Linked DNA regions of Vulpes vulpes: region 2 is linked to region 1. A link is a contact called in public Hi-C data. All regions are on one chromosome and are shown on one strand. Each heading gives the region's core, a stretch centred on a gene start, on an enhancer-like site or on the middle of the called end of the contact. The rest is flanking DNA. Distances are from core to core; before and after follow the strand shown. Region 1 holds the start of C4H5orf47 (chromosome 4 C5orf47 homolog). Region 2 holds the start of BOD1 (biorientation of chromosomes in cell division 1).

What was found. A called contact is a pair of places that touch in the nucleus more often than the background predicts.
Region 2: a Hi-C map of skeletal muscle shows a contact between it and region 1, with 4 times the contacts expected there. The contact joins the promoter of BOD1 here to the promoter of C4H5orf47 in region 1. A contact is called at or near these places in 2 of 3 Hi-C or Micro-C datasets (both in skeletal muscle).

What each region holds. Positions count from the first base shown.
Region 1 is chr4:97,388,397-97,391,096 of VulVul3, reverse strand. C4H5orf47 (chromosome 4 C5orf47 homolog) reads left to right here and starts at 1,450. Exons shown (of 4, transcript XM_072756571.1): 1 at 1,450-1,765. The coding sequence starts at 1,483.
Region 2 is chr4:97,688,781-97,691,480 of VulVul3, reverse strand. It overlaps BOD1 (biorientation of chromosomes in cell division 1), which reads right to left and starts at 1,306. Exons shown (of 4, transcript XR_012001172.1): 1 at 867-1,306. It overlaps LOC112926062 (a long non-coding RNA gene), which reads left to right and starts at 1,495. Exons shown (of 5, transcript XR_012001173.1): 1 at 1,495-1,663; 2 at 2,451-2,595.

The sequences.
Region 1 (2,700 bases), core at 201-2,700:
TTTTCACAAAGAACACCATACCTAGATGTCTTAATTAATAAATTCTACCAAATACATAAGAGGTTGTAAGTCATTATCTCTCACATAGACGTTAAAAGTCTAAAGAAAAGATTAAAAAATCAAATTTAGAGGTATGTCAATCATATAGTATGATAATATATCACAAGCAAGTAGGATTTATCCCAGATTAGAGGGTTGGTTTAACATTGGAATTCGATCAATGCAATTCATCACATTTATACAATAAGGGAGTGAAATTACATAATCATCTCAATAGAGTTCGTAGACAGAATAAAAGGTGAATCACAGATGAGAAAAAAATTGCAATACATACAAGTAACAAATACCTAATATACAGAATATATTAAAAACTCCTCTTAATGATTGAGAACAGAATGAAAACCCCCACATAGAAACAAAGAAAGCAAAGGGATTGGGCCTGGGTGAGAACATGAGGTGCTTCTGCACTGCACCATTTCTTACCCTGGGTGGATATTACGTGGATATATTTAGTGTGTGAAAATTCATCGATCTGTATACTGATGATTGGTACAGTTTTCTGCACTTTATAATTCAATTTAAAAAGATTCATTTTAAGAAAATATGTCTCTGTCCTGCCTGTTACTTTGGGGAAGTCACTCATTTTGGAACTTCAGTTTCTTTGCTGTGAAATGCTGCACGATTTGAAAGGATGGTCTATGGGACAACCATTTGCAAAGTACAGATGTAAAGCTATGGCCACATGCACTTCACAGGGTATGTGCTCAATAACCGTGACATGGAGGTGAAGCCTACGGCAACTCTATGTGCCAGTACTCAATAGGCCTTATTTTGATTTAGCCCCGTCATCCTGAATTTACACCTGAGGAAACCGAAAGCTTAGAGAGGAAAAGTAGCTTGCCCAAATAACCCAGCTGGGCAGCAGCCGCACCCCATGGGCCGCACGTCGGGGCGGGAAAGACGCTGGCCCGAGGCCCAGAAGGCCCAGCACGACTATGCCCGGCCAAGGTGCCCCGGGAACCCTCGGGCAGCACGGGGTGCTGTGTCCCCTCCCGCGCCCCCGGCCCCCAACTTCACCGCCCGCGCTCCAGCCTGCGCAAGCCAGGGTCAGGGCTCACGGGGGAGCCGGGGGAGCCGGGCACACCCAGCCGCGGGAGGCTGCCCCAGGGGCCTGCCCCCTCCCCCACCGCCCTGTCCCCGCCTCCCCGCCCCCCCCCACCCCCGTGACGCGGTCCCCAAACCTTGCCACCACCTTCCCTCTGCGCCCCAGCCAAAGCCCTGCCGCTCTCCCGCCCGCGCAGGGCGGCCCGCCCCGCCCCGCCCCCGCCCCCGACGACGCCGTGTCCCCGCGCCCCCACCTGCCCACGCCGTCCCGCCCCTCACGCCCACCCCGCCGCGCGCGCAGTGGCCCCGCCCCCGCCCCCCCGCGTCCCCGCCCTCCCGCCCAGGGCTACGCGGGGCTTCTGAGGAAACTCGGCGGCGATGGCGGCGGCCGCCCGGGGGCAGGAGCGGAGCCTGACGCGCTTCGTCTACGTGACGCGCTTCGGCTCGCACCGGTGCGGCGGCGTCTTGCGGCTGGGCGGCCGCCGGGCTCAGGGCCGCGGGAACCCCGGGCGCCGGGCCGCAGGCAGCCCCGAGGAACCGCGGGCGGCGGCCCCGGACGGCGCGGAGCTCGCCCCCGGCCCCCGGCCCCGGGAACCCGCCGTCTCCCCGCCGGCGCGGGCGTCGAGCGCGCAGAGCGGTACCTCGCCGGCGGCGCGAGCAGGTGGCAGGTGGCGCCTGGCGGGCGGGCGGGGGGGCGGGCGCCCGGGTGCCCGGGTGTCGGCGGTGGGCGCCTCAGCCCTCGGCCTTCCCGCCCGGCTGCGGAGGGCAGGTGCGGTCCCGCGAGATGAGCCGGGCTGCCGCGGGAGGTCACGGGACGGAGCCCCTTGCGTCTGCCACCGCGAGGGGCCGGGCGGCTTGTCTGTGCCGCGGGGCCGCCGTCTTCGCCGCGCTGAGGGAGGCACGGGCCTCGACGCGACGCGCGGGAGGTCTTCCCCTCGTCCGTCCGCGTGCGCGTGTTTCGGGCATGGGCATGCTCTGTGTGTGAAACGTCCCTATAGGTGTTGCCTGTGTCTTATTGAATTCCTTCCTAGGTGTTCGACCTTCCGTTGCAAACGGGGTTTCCTCCTCCATAACCCCCTCTGCGTGCTTGTTTGTGTCTAGGAAGCTTCCTGATCTTCCTTCCTTCCTTCTTTTCTTTCAGAAAGAGAGAGCGAGGGATCCCTGGGTGGCGCAGCGGTTTGGCGCCTGCCTTTGGCCCAGGGCGCGATCCTGGAGATCCGGGATCGAATCCCACGTCGGGCTCCCGGGGCATGGAGCCTGCTTCTCCCTCTGCCTGTGTCTCTGCCTCTCTCTCTCTCTCTCTGTGACTATCATAAAAAAAAAAAAAAAAAAAAAAAAAAAAAAAAAGAAAGAGAGAGCGAGCTAGCAGGGGGAGAGGCAGAGGGAGCCACAGAAGCCGACTCTGTGCTGAGGTGGATCTGGGGGTGGGACTTGACCTCAGGACCTTGACATCATGACCTGAGGTGAAATCAGATGAGCCACCCAGGCGCCCCACTTCTTGATCTTAAAAAAAATAAATGAACAAACCGTATTTAAGGTTCATGTATATACATGCCGAGATTTGATAAGGTTATATTTTTAGCGACACAATTAAGG
Region 2 (2,700 bases), core at 57-2,556, 300 kb before region 1:
GGTCCACATGTCAGTTTTCTACCCTACAGTACAAGCTTTGAGGACAGGTAATGACTTACTTGTTCCTGTATCCACACAGCCCACATGCTATAGGCCAGTAAATTTCAATGACTAAATGGAGGATGTCTTTTCCTATCTCTGAGTTGCAATTTTAAGTTCACAGTCCTCCTGTTAGATAGGCAGATTTTCTCAGAGAGGAGAAATCACTTCCCTAGAGGAGTTAGCAGGGCCTCCCAAACCGACAAACCTAATCTTCTTAGAAAAGCTTCTGAAAAGGGAGAAAATGGAACATTCCAGCAACTACTGTTATGTCTGATAACACGTGGCTTCATGGAATTCCCAGCACTGTGGCAAGTAACATGAAATAGCATTTTACTAGGAGGCATTCGGATCTAAAATTGGCACCAAATCCCCTTTAAGCCACGGTGGAGTAAAAGGGTGTCGGTTCTGGAGTAAAAGGGCAATTAAGGGTGTACCTTAATTCGACTGGATACCCAAAGTGCAAATCACTAAGCTAGCGGAAAGAAGGAATAGCTAGCTACCACACTGTGATGACGGCGCACTCACGCCATTCTCGCTTCCTTACTGGTCTTCTCCAACGTTCTTAACACACAGAGGTTTGTTACTGAGGGGCTCAAAGACGTCTCAGCTTGGGAAAGAGGATGTAGGCTCTCTCCCCTACGATCACAGGAAGGACTGGACTGCCGCCCAGCCAGCAGTGATGGGGCTGGGAGCCCAACCCACGTGTACACGACTCAGGAAGCTTTCTGCACTGCCTCAAGCGGTTTAAAGTATCTTCTGGTTTTCTCTCTGCTTTAGAAAAGCCAAGCTGCAACCCTGCCGTCCTCACGCCCGGCCCCGGCTACCTTGGTGTCCACGTCGGCCAGGCAGTCCCGGCGGAAGCTGTCAAACAGGCCCCTGCTCTTGAGCTGCTCCACGATGAGAGCGATGAGCTGCGGGTCGCCGGGAGGCAGCGAGGCCGGGTTGATGGGGCCGCCGCTCCCACCAGCCCCCGTCGCGCCCGTGGCCGACCCCGCTGAGGCCTGGCCCGCTCCGCCGCCGCCCACCGAGCCGGGGCCCCCGCCGCCGCCGCCGTCCGCCATGGCTGCGCCCCGGGACCACAAAGGAGACCGAACACGGCTGCTCAGGGACAGAGAGACTGAGTCGTGCAGAGATGGCAGAAGCGCCCAAGAAGGAGGCGGCGGGGGAGGTGGAGAAAGGGGAGGCGGAGGGGGGAGGGGAGGGCAGGGAGGGGGCGAGGGCGGGGGCGGGGGGGGCGGCGGCGGCGGTGGCAGAGGAAGCCGGCTCCGAGGCAACGGGGGTAGTGGTAGGAGCGGTAGCAACTGCCCGCTCCATCTCCGGCGCTCCGCGGATGACGTCACCGCTGGCCTTTGCATTGTGGGGCGGGAAGTTTTCGGCAGTCATCCTCGCCTTTCTTATAGGCAGAGGTCTGGCTGATGGAAACTACAACCCCCAGGCTCCTGCTCGCTCGGCGCCAGTGTGCGGGACAGAACGCGAATTGGAGGCCCGGGCCCTCGTGATTGCCGCAACCTGCGCTGGCGTTTCTCGCGCAGTCACTGCCCCGCTGGTTTTAAACCAGCAGGTCCCACCCAACTGCCTAATGATAAGAATCATCTGTGGGACTCGTTAAAAGTATAAACAGGTTTGTTCGTGACGTGTTCGGATTCAGTATTTTTCGGTCGGGCTCTAGGAGTCTGTGCTTTTAACACGACACCCAACGCCCTCCTTGAGCAATAGGAGCCCGGGCAATTTGGGCAACAGTAGACTAGTCAAATTTATATTATGCCAAAAAGAGAAAGGTACTTTCTCTCCCTTCAGATTTTATTCTTTTTTTTTTTTTTTAAGATTTTATTTGTTAATCCTGAAAGACACACAGAGAGAGGCAGAGATACAGGCAGAGGGAGGAGCAGGCTCCATGCAGGGAGCCCGAGGAGGGACTCGATCCCGAGACCCCAGGATCACGCCCTGGGCCGAAGGCAGACGCTCAACCGCTGAGGCACCCAGGCGTCCCTCTCCCTTCATATTTAAAAAAAAAAAAAAAAGATTTTTAAAATTTATTCATGAGAGACACAGCAGGCTCCATGCAGGGAGCCCGACGTGGGACTTGATCTGGGGTCTCCAGGATCACGCCCTGGGCAGACAGCGGCGCTAAACCGCTGAGCCGCCCCGGGATCCCCTCCCTTCAGATTTTAATATCAGTGCACACTTTTAGGAAATTGGAAAATGACAACATTGTGAAAAGAAGACAAAAGTTTCCGTGAATTCTTTTCCTGCGTGTGTGGGTTTCCTCCCAGATAATAGACACTGCCAATAATAGTGGTGATGATAATAAATTAATATCAAGTAAATGGGATATGTCAGGCACGATACTAAACACTTTACACTTGGCAAGAAACTAAAAAGCAGGTAATGTCACTGCTGTTTTACAGATGCAGAAATGGAGACCGTATGTCGCCTGATCACATAGCTAGAGGCTGAAGAGGAGGCTTTGAACCCAGGTTTTCTGAATCCAAATTTTGCAGCATTTAACCCAAGCTATGTCACTCCTGAGATCTTGTGGGCATCACACACCAGGTAAGGCGTTTTATCCTGATTTGTTTTTAGCCGCAATTCACCATGGGAACTTCAGGGCTGCCACCACTGTCCTCTCCTTTTAGCCCTTGACTTTTATTAGCTCAA